Linked DNA regions of Mus musculus: region 1 is linked to region 2. Evidence: chromatin contacts called from public HiChIP or PLAC-seq data. All regions are on one chromosome and are shown on one strand. Each heading gives the region's core, a stretch centred on a gene start, on an enhancer-like site or on the middle of the called end of the contact. The rest is flanking DNA. Distances are from core to core; before and after follow the strand shown.

What was found. HiChIP or PLAC-seq counts read pairs in DNA pulled down with a chosen protein or histone mark.
Region 1: a contact with region 2 is called in an HNF4G HiChIP or PLAC-seq map of pancreatic cancer cells. The contact joins the promoter of Atg101 here to the promoter of Lima1 in region 2. A contact is called at or near these places in 2 of 39 promoter capture datasets (embryonic stem cells and pre-B cells) and 1 of 115 datasets of contacts at active chromatin or transcription factors (pancreatic cancer cells).

The regions. Positions count from the first base shown.
Region 1 is chr15:101,279,830-101,286,614 of GRCm38.p6, reverse strand. Atg101 (autophagy related 101) reads right to left here and starts at 2,314. Exons shown (of 3, transcript NM_026566.2): 1 at 2,070-2,314.
Region 2 is chr15:99,871,893-99,878,397 of GRCm38.p6, reverse strand. Lima1 (LIM domain and actin binding 1) reads left to right here and starts at 2,942. Exons shown (of 11, transcript NM_001113545.1): 1 at 2,942-3,065.

The DNA.
Region 1 (6,785 bases), core at 1,065-3,564, 1.4 Mb before region 2:
AAGCAAGTGGACTCTGTCCCAAGGGCAACAAAGTTACAGAACCCTTGTGCCAACATCAACATCAGATCTCTGCATCAGAAAGCCAGCTCTTGTTGACTCCTTCGAGGTCACAAACCACTTTGGACAAACCAATGAAAGCTACAAAGGCTGGCTTTAAAACCTATAATACACGCACATCAGGGCCATTTAATGCAGAAAGGCAGCAAGATGAGCAGAGTGCAACTAGCAATGGGGCAGTGAGGTGTGCAGTGTGGGAGCGCTCATGCAGATGTCCAACAGGGGGCAGTGAGGGATGCAGTGCGGGATGCTTCTGCTCACGTCCAGCAGTCCTGAGTCGATACCTAACAGTGCTTCTGCTTCTTATTCATTTGTAAGAGGAAAAGTCTGAGCTGGTTGTAGTGGCACACACCTTTAATTCCAGCACTCAGGAGACAGAGGCAGGTGGATCTCAGGGAGTTCAAGAATAGCCTAGACTACATAGTGAGCTCCAGGACAAAATAGAGACACTTGTATTTAAAAGCATGACCCCCTCACACATACAAAGAGACAGACAGACAAGATCTGTTTCCTAGACTGACCTCTTTCCCAGTCCCTCCTAGACAGGTGGGACTACAGGGCGAGCTTGGCTCTGCTACTCATTCCTGTAGGGAGTTTCAATCTTTTGTTTTGTTTTAGAGTCAAGGTTTCTTTGTGTAGCCCTGGCTGCCCTAGACCTCCCTCCAAAGACCAGGCTGGCCTTCAACTCAGAGATCCTCTTACCTCTGCCTTCCAGGTGCTGGGATTAAAGATGTGTACCAACACCGCCTGCAATCTCAGGTATTTTACAACAGGAACAGAAGAACTAAGACTCTTTCAGACCTTATAAAAACCACTCAGCCTTTGTAAACCTGTTCGCTACCTATAAATTGGGACTTCAGCAAAGATTTAGGATATTTTAATGTCAAACAGTCTACTAGTTAAAAACAATGACTCAAACTTCAGGCATCCAGGACCAGAATGCATAGCTCTGCCCTACAGCTGTACAAGCTGAGGGTAGTAGTTCAGTGGTAAGGCGTTTGTCTTGCACGAGTGAGGGGTCCAATCTCCAGGACCCATAAAAAAGGGAGCTAGTAATAACCTTCAAATAAAAGTCTCAAAGACTGAAAAGTTGGATGTGTATACCCCTTAAAACTGCCTGTCAGGTAGCAAGCACAAAGCGTTAGGTGCTAAATTTGTTATTATACTGTCACTACTGGGTAACCATGCAAAGAGCCACTGAGGTGGCGGGGTGAGGAAGGAACTTGGGTAACAAACCGAGCCCACAGGGAGTGCAAGCAGTTACTTTTCCTAGATGTGTGTTCTACCTGCCCCTTTCCTGGTGACTTCTCATCACCTCCAACACACGCCATCTCATCTTTAGACAGTTCAACTATTTCTTCTACCAAAGGAATCCTCCTTGCCTTGTGTTTCAATCTGCCTTATTAGTGTTTTTAAGATGGGGGGGGATTGTTTTTTATTTCTGAGACACCCCTTCATCTAATCCAGGCTGTCCTCCAACTCCTTGACTGAGGCAGCAAATGTTCTGCCTCAGCTTCCCAAAAGCTGGGCTTTGTCTCCATTCTGGGTGCAAAGTATGTGGATTGCTCTGCCATCAGCCTGGCTCCCTCTCTCATACCTGTCCCCACCGGGTGTTTTCTGCCTCTCACTATTCCTACAGCAGAGACACTATTTGTCGCTATAAACTGGCTCCTATTATCCCCTCAGTATAGCCTGGCCAGAATACCAGGTTCTTCCAAGAGTTCCTTTCTCGTGGACCAAGGATGCGACGGCTCCCTTACTCGTTATTATTTATCCTCTTGTTTAATTCCATTCTGCATTTTCCCACCTAGAAATTCCCAGCTCTGGTCCTGCCTTTCCAACTGTTTCTCCCTCTAACCAGCAACTTCCCTTGGTTTCAGCATTACTCCAGGACCCACCCCTTCCTTCCAGCCTCAGCCAATTTTTACACAGAGACAACATTTGCATTTCCCTCTGGTCCCCCTAACCAACAGGCAGAAGTCTATCCGACCCAGGACACGCCCATGCCTCACCTTGCTGGTAGAAATCCGAGCAGGAGCCACTCAGCCTCGGGTCCCCTTCTTCCCTAACGCGAACACGCAGTATTCGGGGACAGACCAAAAGCAAAAACAGGCTATTTGGACCCGCACCGAGAATTCTGACCGGACCGGACGTCAGGATCGCTGCCCGCGACCTCGCGCCGTCTCGGGACAGCAGTGCAGACGACGAGGACCGAGTCCAGACCCTACAGACGCCGGTCCAGGCCTCCGCTTCCTCTGCCTGAGCGGCGCGCGGGCCGGAAGTTTTGCCCGTTCGGAGGGTGGAACCGGAAGGAACCATCCGCGCCCACGGCGGGTGCTGGCCAGGCTCGGCTCGACCCAGCCGGACGCCGCTGCAGCCACGACATCAGGAAGCTCGCACGAGCTATATACTCTCTCATAATGCCACGTAACTTTAGTACTTGGGTGTTTTTTCTTGTTTGTCCTTCGGGCCCTAGGCTCGTTAAGAGGAACCCCCCCTCCTTTGGACGAGTCCATTCACTCCCACCACCGAGAACGTTGTTTGGGCTGGGACAACTCACTTCCGCCATCGAGACGAGAGGGACAGAGGGGACGGATGGACTCTGCGCTGCCCCTGGTGGCCAGGCGGAGTCGGCGGCGGAGAGCCCTCCCCTGCGACCCATTGTGGGGGCCCCCATTCGGAGCTGACAACCTTAAGACAAGAGAGATCCCGAGATCAAGGCCATAACATCTGAGAGGCGCCTGGGGATGAGCGCACGCCGGTGTGCTGTAGGATACTGAGCGGATGGTGAATCTGTGTTGGCCCAAAGTGCACAACAGTCCGGGTTCACTGAACTCAGACCCACAGGAAGATTTTGAAAAGGGAGCTTAGTCTCCCTGAGTTACCTTCATACAGAAGCACTACCTGATGTTGTGTCATGACCGAGCAGGTGGCAGTCTTGTCTTTAACGATTGCGCGGTTGCTCCTCTAACGTTACTTATCCTTTCCGAATCCCCATATAAACAGGGAGCTACTGTGAGGAATCACAAGCGATACTTTTGTGATCTATAAGGCGCCCTATAAATATAAATGAAGTGTTCCTGCTGAATAATCTCTCGGAGCGTTTTTAGTTGTCTATTTGTTGATAAGCCCAGAGCGCACAGGTTTGGTCAGTTGCTTTTAGCGCCTAAAGAGCGCGCACATCCCTAACTTTCAACAGGGGGCACTCCTGAGTTGTTTAACGTGAGCATTAACATGCGTGATTTCCAAACACATTTCATCTCCAACGCAGTGATTGTCTTGTATCTAGCAATCCTACAAGGTGGATGGAAATTTGACAATAAAAGAGGCTATGTCACTTACTTAGATCACTAAGTAGAAGAACCTCCAGTTCAAACCGGTTCCTTTTACCAATACAGGGGCTCACCTGTCTGGCTTCTCCTGCACAACCGGCCGTACACACTACCATTCTTTAACACATCTCACCCACAAGAAGGAATGTGTCAGATGTACCCCACTTACTGTGTGGAAGAGAACCTCCTTGATTCATGGTATGTTTGCCAACTTCCAACTGTGTCAATTTCAAGCTACGGGACACTGCTGAATTCGGAGTCTAAAGTGGATAAAGAATTATACTACTAGTTGATCTAAAGGAATACAATGGGCTCCTGAGGATTAAAACCAAAGGAGTGGGGTGTCAAACCCAGGACATTGTGCATGCTAGGTGGATTCTCTCCCACTAAGCTACAACTCTAGCCCAAGCTCAAGCTGTCTCAAGCTCTTTGCTGGCACTAACCTAAGGACACCATTCAGCCTTGATAGCCACCATGCAAGTACTTCAAAGGCCGGGCAGTGGTGACTTACCCACAACTGTGCTTTTCACGTGAGATAAAATATTACTCAACAGCCCCAGTTACAGATAATGAAACTGTGACTCAGTGGTGTGCAGTACTTTACTGTCGGTTAACTGTATGTGACACCCCCCACTTGCCTGGAACACCCCCAGACACTTGTCCGACTAAAGGTGTTTCTGGGGAGAGCAACACTGAAAGTGGCAAACTCAGTAAAGGGGATGGTCCTCCCAGAGTGGTGGCCACCGTCCACTCACATACTCCTCTGCCTGAACACAAAGGCTCAGTGCCCTGTGAGGAGTGTGCTTTACTGCTTCAGGGCGGGGGTATTCGTCCTTTCTCCAGGCTCTGGACTGAAGCACTCAGACTCAACCTAAACCTTCAGATCTCCTGGCTCTCGCATTGCTGACATCAGCTCTTGGGCTGTCTCTATAATGACATAAACTATCCCACGTAATAAACTTGTAATAAATATGTCATCCCATGTGTGCGTCTGTGTCCGTGTATCCCACTGGTTCTGTGTCCCTGTAATGACACCTGCCAGGGCCACATAGCTGTTCTTGACTCACTCTTCCGATGTTTTTACTCACCTTATTGTTACTTTGTTGTTGTTGTTGTTGCTGCTGCTGCTATTGTTGTTGTTACTGTTATTGTTGCTAGTGTGCTGGTGATTTTGAGAGAGCCTCTTTCCAGGGCTGGCTTGTGATTCTTGATTCCCCCCGCCCCCCAATCTCCACCTCTGAGAGCTGGAGAACGAGCCTGTAGCCTGTCTTCCTTCACAGCTCTCTTCTCCCTATTCCTCAATCCATCCTCCCCGTGCACCCTCTGCTGCCTGCCACTGAGGCTGAGTCCTTTCATGTCTCTGGCTTCCCATGCTGGCCAAGCCTCACCTCCTCAGACCTTCCTGACTCTTTCCAGGACGCCTCAAATTTTGGGTCCCATCCTTCTCTGATTATTACAGCCTTAGCCAAAATAAATAAATAAATAAATAGGTGTGTGTGGCATGAGTTCTCTGATCCTACGCCCTGACCCATAATGATCAAGATACAGTTGTTTAGTCAGGACATTATCTGACTGTAATTTCCACTGCTAAAAGCCATCCTGAGATACAGAGTGAGTTCAAGGCCAGCCTGAGCAATGAGAGAAATGTGTGTAAAAATTAATAGTCTAGGCCAGGCGGTGGTGGCGCACGCCTTTAATCCCAGCACTTGAGAGGCAGAGGCAGGTGGATTTCTGAGTTCGAGGCCAGCCTGGTCTACAAAGTGAGTTCCAGGACAGCCAGGGCTATACAGAGAAACCCTGTCTCGAAAAAAAAATTAATAGTCTAAAGAGAGCTGGAGAAATGGCTCAGTGGTTAAGAGCACTGGCTGCTCTTTCAGAGGACCTGGGTTCAATTCTCAGCATCCACATGGCAGCTCACAACTCCAGGTCCAGGGGATGCAATGGCTTCTTACAGCCTCTAAGGGCACTAGGTACCAGGCATTCACATGCTGTACATACACACTTGAAGGCAAAAAAAAAAAAAAAAAAAAAAGTTATATGCAGAAAATAAAAAGAAAGAAATCTTTAAAAGCATAATAAAAGCCGGGCGTGGTGGTGCACGCCTTTAATCCCAGCACTTGGGAGGCAGAGGCAGGCGGATTTCTGAGTTCGAGGCCAGCCTGATCTACAAAGTGAGTTCCAGGACAGCCAGGGCTACACAGAGAAACCCTGTCTCGAAAAAATAAATAAATAAATAAATAAATGGCAGACTCTGAATTGGTCAGTCTAAATTCTTAAAAAAAAAAAAAAAAAAAAAAAAGCATAATAAAATGAATTCTGGGAATATAGCTCAACATCCAACCTGAGCCCCATGAAAATACCATACAGAGCAGATTCACCAGTCTAGCTGTCTAGCTGTCTGGGAGTGCCGAGGCTTACAACAGAGATGAGCCGGGAGACACACCTGGGCAAGAAGCATCAAGAAATGGTCTGAAGGCTTAAGAGATGCCTCTGTGGTTAAAAACACTTGTTCTTGGACAGGACCCAGGAGATAATTCTCAGCACCCACATGGCAGATCCCAACTGTCCACTGGCACTCTCTTTGAACCATCAGGTGGTCCAAGACATGCATACAAGCCAAATACTCGTGCATGCAAAATAGAATAAATGAGCCTTTTAAAATGGGAAGAAAATAAGTGGTTTGGGAAAAATTGCATCAGGAGTGAGGAGGGCAGTTGCTGCTGTCATCCTTGGAAGACACCAGTGTTCTGAAAAGAAAAGGGACACACTCAGAGTCAAGAGGAAACCAGGCCTGGTAGTTCAGTCCTCTATTCCAGCCTTGGGAGCCCTAAGATGAAAAATTCAAGGCCAGCCTGGGCTACAGAATAAGTAAGAGGCCAGCTTGAATCACATGGCAAGAAAGACCCCATCTCAAAACAAAACAAGAAATTCACCATCCTTAAGAGAAGTAGCCAGTCACATTCTCAGAAAGGTGGGACGTGATGTGAGAAGAAAAGCCAGCCCTCTGCGAAGAACACAGGACAGCAACTTGAGCAGCTGGGCAATGGGGGATGGGGTGTGGAGGGTGGGGGGCTGCTAGGAAGCCATGGAGCTACTGAGTTTTCTGGAGAAGGGGACAAAGAGGCTGGCAGAGTGGGCTTGCTGACGATTAAGAGTGGAGTTCTGAGGCAGGATAATCGAGGACAGAAGCGAGAGTCCTGTGTCCCAGCAGCCAGGCAGCCAGGCTGCTGACTAGGGTGCTATCAGTCGTGCATGCTACAAAGGTCTGGGGAGAGACCTTGAAGACCAACCCAAGTCCTTGGAAGCAGGCAGCTGGCGTTGCCTGATGAATGTGGCCTCGGATGGCCCCACTTCATCCTGGGGTGTACCCAGGGGGAGTGTTGAGCCCTGAAGCTG
Region 2 (6,505 bases), core at 1,693-4,192:
CCGAAGGTCAGGAGTTCAAATCCCAGCAACCACATGGTGGCTCACAACCATCCGTAACGAGATCTGACTCCCTCTTCTGGAGTGTCTGAGGACAGCTACAGTGTACTTACAATAAATAAATAAATCTTTAAAAAAAAAAAAAAATTTGCTGGCTATTGGTCTAGGAAATGTTTTAAAAGCAATAAATGAAGTCCTGCACGTGGCGTGTGTGTGTGTGTGCTCACGCACACATGGTGTGTGCATGTGTATACCAGTACAGAAATGCGTTGGCACACACACAGAGGTCACAACATGACTTGTAGCAGTTATTCCTGTGTGTCCACAGAGGCTCCCAAGGATGGCACCCAAGCTTGCACCGCAAGCGCTTTTACCAGCTGAGCATCTTGCTGGCCCAAAATTTGATTCTTAAGAATGGTTTTACTAAAAAACTGACTCATAAAATCCTGATAGTTGGGGGGCTGGAGAGATGGCTCAGTGGTTAAGAGCACTGACTGCTCTTCCAGAGGTCCTGAGTTCAATTCCCAGCAACCACATGGTGGCTCACAACCATCTGTAATGGGATCCGATGCCCTCTTCTGGTGTGTCTGAAGACAGCTATAGTTGTACTCATATACATAAAATAAATAAGTAAATCTTTAAAAGGAAATCCTGATAGTTTATCATTAGCACTTGCAAATACAAGCCCCCTGTGGTGTTCTACCACCTATACTTTCAAAAAGGCCCTTTGGGAGTTAAGTTAGTGGTCTAGTAGGAAAGCGGCTGAAACAAGATTTAGAGCCAAAACCCCAACACAGGCTACACATTTTTTTTTTTTTTAGATTTATTTATTTATTATATGTAAGTACACTGTAGCTGTCTTCAGACACTCCAGAAGAAGAAGTCAGATCTCGTTACGGATGGTTGTGAGCCACCATGTGGTTGCTGGGATTTGAACTCCTGACCTTCGGAAGAGCAGTCGGGTGCTCTTACCCACTGAGCCATCTCACCAGCCCCCAGGCTACACATTTTTGTTGTTGTTGTTGCTGCTGTTGCTGTTGTTGTGGAGAATGGACTCCTAATTGGCTCGGTCCTGTGTTTTCTATTGAGGGGATTCCGTATACAACAGAGTGAGTTTGTTGAAGTCCGGTCCCATATTGGTAACACATCCTCTTTAACATTCTCCTGTCCCAGCTGGTTTTGTGTGTCAACTTGACACAGCTGAAGTTATCACAGAGAAAGGAGCCTCCCTTGAGGAAAGGCCTCCATGAGATCCAGCTATAAGGCATTTTCTCAATCAGTGATCAAGGGTACGAGGGCCCATTGTGGGTGGTGACCAGTTCTCAGGCCTTGGATTATTCATGTTTAATGGTGTTAACACAAAATAAGCAGGCCATTAGCCTAAGGTTATTTTTGTACCAGAAAGTCCTTCTAACTGATTAATTCTGAATCGAGACAGCCATTCACAGATAGCCAACCAGTCAATTGGTTATATAACTAGGGAGCTGCCATGTGACCGTATCAAATAAAGCAAAGCCAATATCATTACTTCCTTGTTCGGCTTATGAAGCTCCTTTCCCAAGCTGTTAGAGAAGTTTGCTGATTTCCCGTTTAAAAAAACAAAAACAAAAACAAAACCCTTTTAATCTTCGAATAAAGTTAATTTGCTTCTTTAGTACATTTATCCAGAAATCAGTCTAGGTTAGATTTTTGAATGATATTCTATCCTTGGTGAATGGCTCAATTCCTTAAAACTTGTTCATCAACAGCTTTTTGTAGGTTTCTTGTTTTGTTCCTTTTGGGTTATTCTCACTCTGTAACACTGGACATCCAGGGACTCAAGGCAACCATCCTACCTCAGTTGCCAGGATAAAGGCCACATGTCCTGTGCCCTTTGCCAGTGACTGCTTTAGGAGTTGAACAAATCTTTCTACCACTGGCCCTTATGATACTAATCAACACTCACATGAAAAGCCTCAGAATTCCTTTCGTTTGGTATGTCACTAGACCTCAGGAAAGGATACTATCAAAAGGCTTCGTGCAGAGAGGAATGGTGGTGGAGCCAAGAATCTGAGGGCTGGATGGCCACATGCTATGTCTCCTCATGATCTATTCAGACCCTCACATTCCTAGTGCAGAAACAGAAACAGGTCTTGCAGACACTGTTGAGAAGTGCAAGCCCACTCTAGGGTGTGTGCTACTACCCTTCTCTTAGAGCCTCTTTTAAAAAAGACTTTTATTTAATCTTATTAGTATGTATATGTGTGTGAGTGTGTGATGTGTGTGCAGTTCCTCACGGACGCCAGAAAATGGTATCAGGTTCCCCAGGTGCTGGAGTTACGGGCAGTTTTGTGAGCCAACAGCTCAAAGATCACTTCAGCTACACTGTGAGTTCCAGGCTAATCTCAGCTACATGTGATGACCCTCCTCTGTCTCAAAAGAAAATGAAGGAAAACCACCCGTTGTTGAAAAAAACAAAAAACCAAAAACCAAACAAACAAAACCCATAGCTCTTGGAGAACTTGGACACCACCTACTCTTATCTAATCCTATCCTTTCCTGAGGAAACTCAGGTCCACTGAGGTGAAGTGATCCAATGTAGTCTGAGCCAGGCCTCTTTGGCAGCTCTTTGCAGCACAGGGCATGGCCTCTCTTAAAATACCTTTCCACAGAACTTACCCCGACAGCACCAGGAACTTCCCTGAAGTTGCACTTAGACCAGATTTCTGGGTGAGTCTCAGATCAAACTGCTGCAATCTCTAGTCAGAGAGAGATAGGGTGAGCCAGAAAGGGGACACGACCAAGTTGGAGGCTGACACAGGAGCCACGCCTCCTGCAACACCACCGCTACTAGGGCGACGCTCCGGTCACGAGTTGAACACGCCGCCGGGAGCGAGCACGTTCGCTCCAAGGCCGCGCGGGAGGCGGGAGACGGGCGCGCCTCCGCGGCAGGGGGCGGGGCTCTGAGCGGGGCCGGGGCGGGGCCGCGGAGCTGAAGGTGCTGCAGCCCAGTTGCGACAGGTGCGCTGGGCAGACAGAGCGCAGGACCGTGGCCGTGCAGCGCCGAGCCCCGACGGCTTTCTAGTCAGGTAAGCGCTTCCTCTCGCCTCGCCCTCCGCAGCCTGCATGCGCGCGGAGACCCTGCTGAGCCCCGCACTCTCCCCGCGTATTTTGAGGCGGTGGGTAGCAGGAGCAGGAGGCTCACCCCTTGGGGTCCACGTTGGAGGAGCCTCCCATGCTCCGCCCTCCCTTCTGGGAAGTCCAAGGGACTGAGACTTCGCTGCCTGGGCCCCTGGTCTCGCACGGGATGGAGGGAAAGTGGCATTTCATCAAAAGTTAAAACACCCTCTTAGGGAGGTAATCCTGCCACTCTTTCCTTCTTCCACGCGGCCGTTCCTTTTCCAATTTTTCTCCCGTCCATTCCTCCAGATGAACTCTGGTTAAGACTTAACATCCTTCCGAACAGTTCCTACTTGCTGTGTCCTTCCCAAATCGCTATGGTGTACTTGAGCTGGGATCCACTGCTCACTCGCATCCGTAGGTGTTAATATTAGGTAACTGTACACCCCTGGCCACACACACTGGAGCTCGAAGTCGTGGGTGCTAGGAGCGAACCATCTGGCACCCGTCCTAGCCTTCTTATTGGTGCTCACAACAATGAGTTTAGCTGATCCTGGTGAGAGATACTGATCTGCTATTGTCTTGCAACTAATTCCAGCTCTCAAAAATCTGCCTAATCCAAATGGTTCTGTTGACTTTGCAAGTTAGCCGAAGACTGTGAGGTTATGTTTTTAAGACGTTGACCTTTGGAGGGCAGATCATCCTTGGCACGGAAGTGGGTGAGTGGGCTACTTTGTATCTACATAGTTACTGGTACAAATACCTAGTCCAGTTAGTCTATGGACGACCAAGTGTGATCATGTTTAGACAGCCTTCAAAAAGCTATAGAGTTAGCAGGAAAGAACAACTCCTCCTCAGTCGTTGTCTTCTCCTCCTCCTCTCCCTCCTTTTTCTTCTTCTCTTCCTCTTTCTGCTTCTTCAGAGAATCCCTGACTAGCCTTGAGCTGGCTATCTAGCTTTGGCTGCCTGAAATATGGCTGCCTCTGCATCTTGAATGTTAGGATTAAAGGTGTGCTCCACTGTCCCTGACCTTCAATATATATATATATATATATATATATATATATATATATATATATATATATATATATATATATATATATATATATATATATATATATATATATTTTAAAAATTACCATTTGTGTGATGTGTGTGCATGAATACCAGCCATCGTGCTATGGTAGGCTTGTGGAGGTCAGAGGGCAGCTTATAGGAGTTGGTTCTCTCTAACTTAGGATTTGAGGATCAAACTCTGGTCCTTAGTCTTGTGCAGCAAAGGTTTTCATCTTCTGAGCCATCTTGCCAGCCCAGAGAAGTTCGTTCGTCCTTTCTTTCTTTCTTTCTTTCTTTCTTTCTTTCTTTCTTTCTTTCTTTTCTTCTTCCTTCCTTTCTTTCTTTCTTCCTTACTTTCTTTCTTTCTTTCTTTCTTTCCTTCTTTTGCTTTTTTACATTTATAGTGTGTGCATGCGCGCGTGTGCGCATGCGCCATGGCATGTGCATTGAATGTAGGTCAGATGAGAACTGTGGGGTCTGTTCTTTTCTTCCAGGATTCTTCCTGGAACCCCTGCGGGTTCCAGGGTTTGAACTCAGTGCATCAGGCTTCATGGCAAGCACCTTTTCCCTGATGAGCCATCTTCCCAGCCTGAAAAAGCTTAGCTCTTTTTAAAGGTCTGCATGCACATATATGTGCATTGGTTCAACAAGGTAACATGGTACTAAATTATGTTAGGAATTCTTGAGGGGACAAAACATTTTTTTTCCCAGTGACTTTTATGCCCATTCTTTTGTGGATTCAAAGTTGCAAAAGCTCCTACCCTTAAAGAGCCTACAGTGAGATAGATGGTTAGGCAACACCACAGATACAACCTATAGTATTGGTGAAATCATTTGCTGTTATTGTTTTGGTATTTCTTCTCTCTCTCTCTCTCTCTCTCTCCCTCCACTCGGCCTCGGAAAACCTCCCAATTTACATGGAGGTATCAACCCCTGGGGCATGTGCATGCTAGGGAAGTACCCCATTGCCGTATACTTACACCACTCCAATTTCTTGCCTTGTCTTTGGTCAGTCAACTCTATAGTCTTTTGAAAATGGGATTAGAGCCTGTTTAATTCTCCAGCAATTCAGTAGGTGGGTGGAGCAGTGGTTCTCACTGCTAATGTGTTAGACTCAGAAGCAGAGTTATCAGGTAGTCCCTGATCTGTAAGTAGAGTCACTGGGCCGAGACAGTACGCCGCCCGTCGTCAATGTGAGCAAAGCAGTGCCATTTTGTAAAAATGACCTCATTGTATAACTTTGTTTGACTTGGTACATTCAGGCTTTGTTCCCGACTCTAGTTAAAGGTGGGGCCAAGTTTCAACCTAATAATTGTAGGAAGAGAAGGCTCAGAAGTGAAAATAACTCTATTAACAGTGGAGACACTGTTGGCTGTGGAGGTGCCCTTCAAATGCCTTGTTTTGAATATATTTGTTTTGACTCTGGGTGTAGCTCAGTGGTGGAGAGTGAGTTTAGCATATGTAAGAGGCTGTGTTTAACGCACTCACAGAGTATAAAGCATGTCCTGTCTTATGCCAATTAGGGGGAACTTCTGAGCCTGGGAGGATTCGTTGAGGCGTTTGATGATCTGGTGATCTGAGACTAGTGGTCACCTTTGAAAACTCTTCTTTTGACCATAGGTGTTTTGTTGAGGTTTTGGGATTATGTCTCATGGAGCTCAGCTTCAGGTTGTTATGTAGCAGAGGCTAGACTTGAAGTCCCACTCCTCTTGTGAGCATCCTCCAGAAGACCACACAATGTAGGTGTGGTCTTCACCACCGTTCCTGACTGCTTAACTGTTTAGCAAGGCCCTAATTAATACACAACGGATCGACATGATTTGGTCACTCTTATAGGATCTGTCTTGCCTTTTTGTTTTCAAAGATTTATTTATTTAGTATATGTAAGTACACTGTAGCTATCTTTTAGACACACCAGAAGAGGGCAGATCTCATCTCGGATGGTTGTGCGCTACCATGTGGTTGCTGGGATTTGAACTCAGGACCTTCAGAAAAGCAGTCAGTGCTCTTAACCGTTGCTCTTAACCGCTGAGCCATCTCTCCGGCCCCGTCTTACCTTTTAAGATAAAGGCTTTGAGTTAATAGTGAGTGTGGTAGCTGTCTTACTGGTGTGAGTGGTTAGGCTTAATGAGCATATTTCTTAGATGTTGCTTGGCCTGTCTCCTTTGTGCCCTGGAAAGTGTTTTCTGGAGAAACACTTTTGTAGAAAGTTTTGTAAAGGCATCAGGTTTATTTTGCATTTATTATGTATTTTGAATATCTACAAATTTTTATTGGGATGTTTTAAATATAATTTTAATTTTTCTGAGGGTTCCACCAATCAACTGTAATCAGGTATAGTTAACTTTAAAAT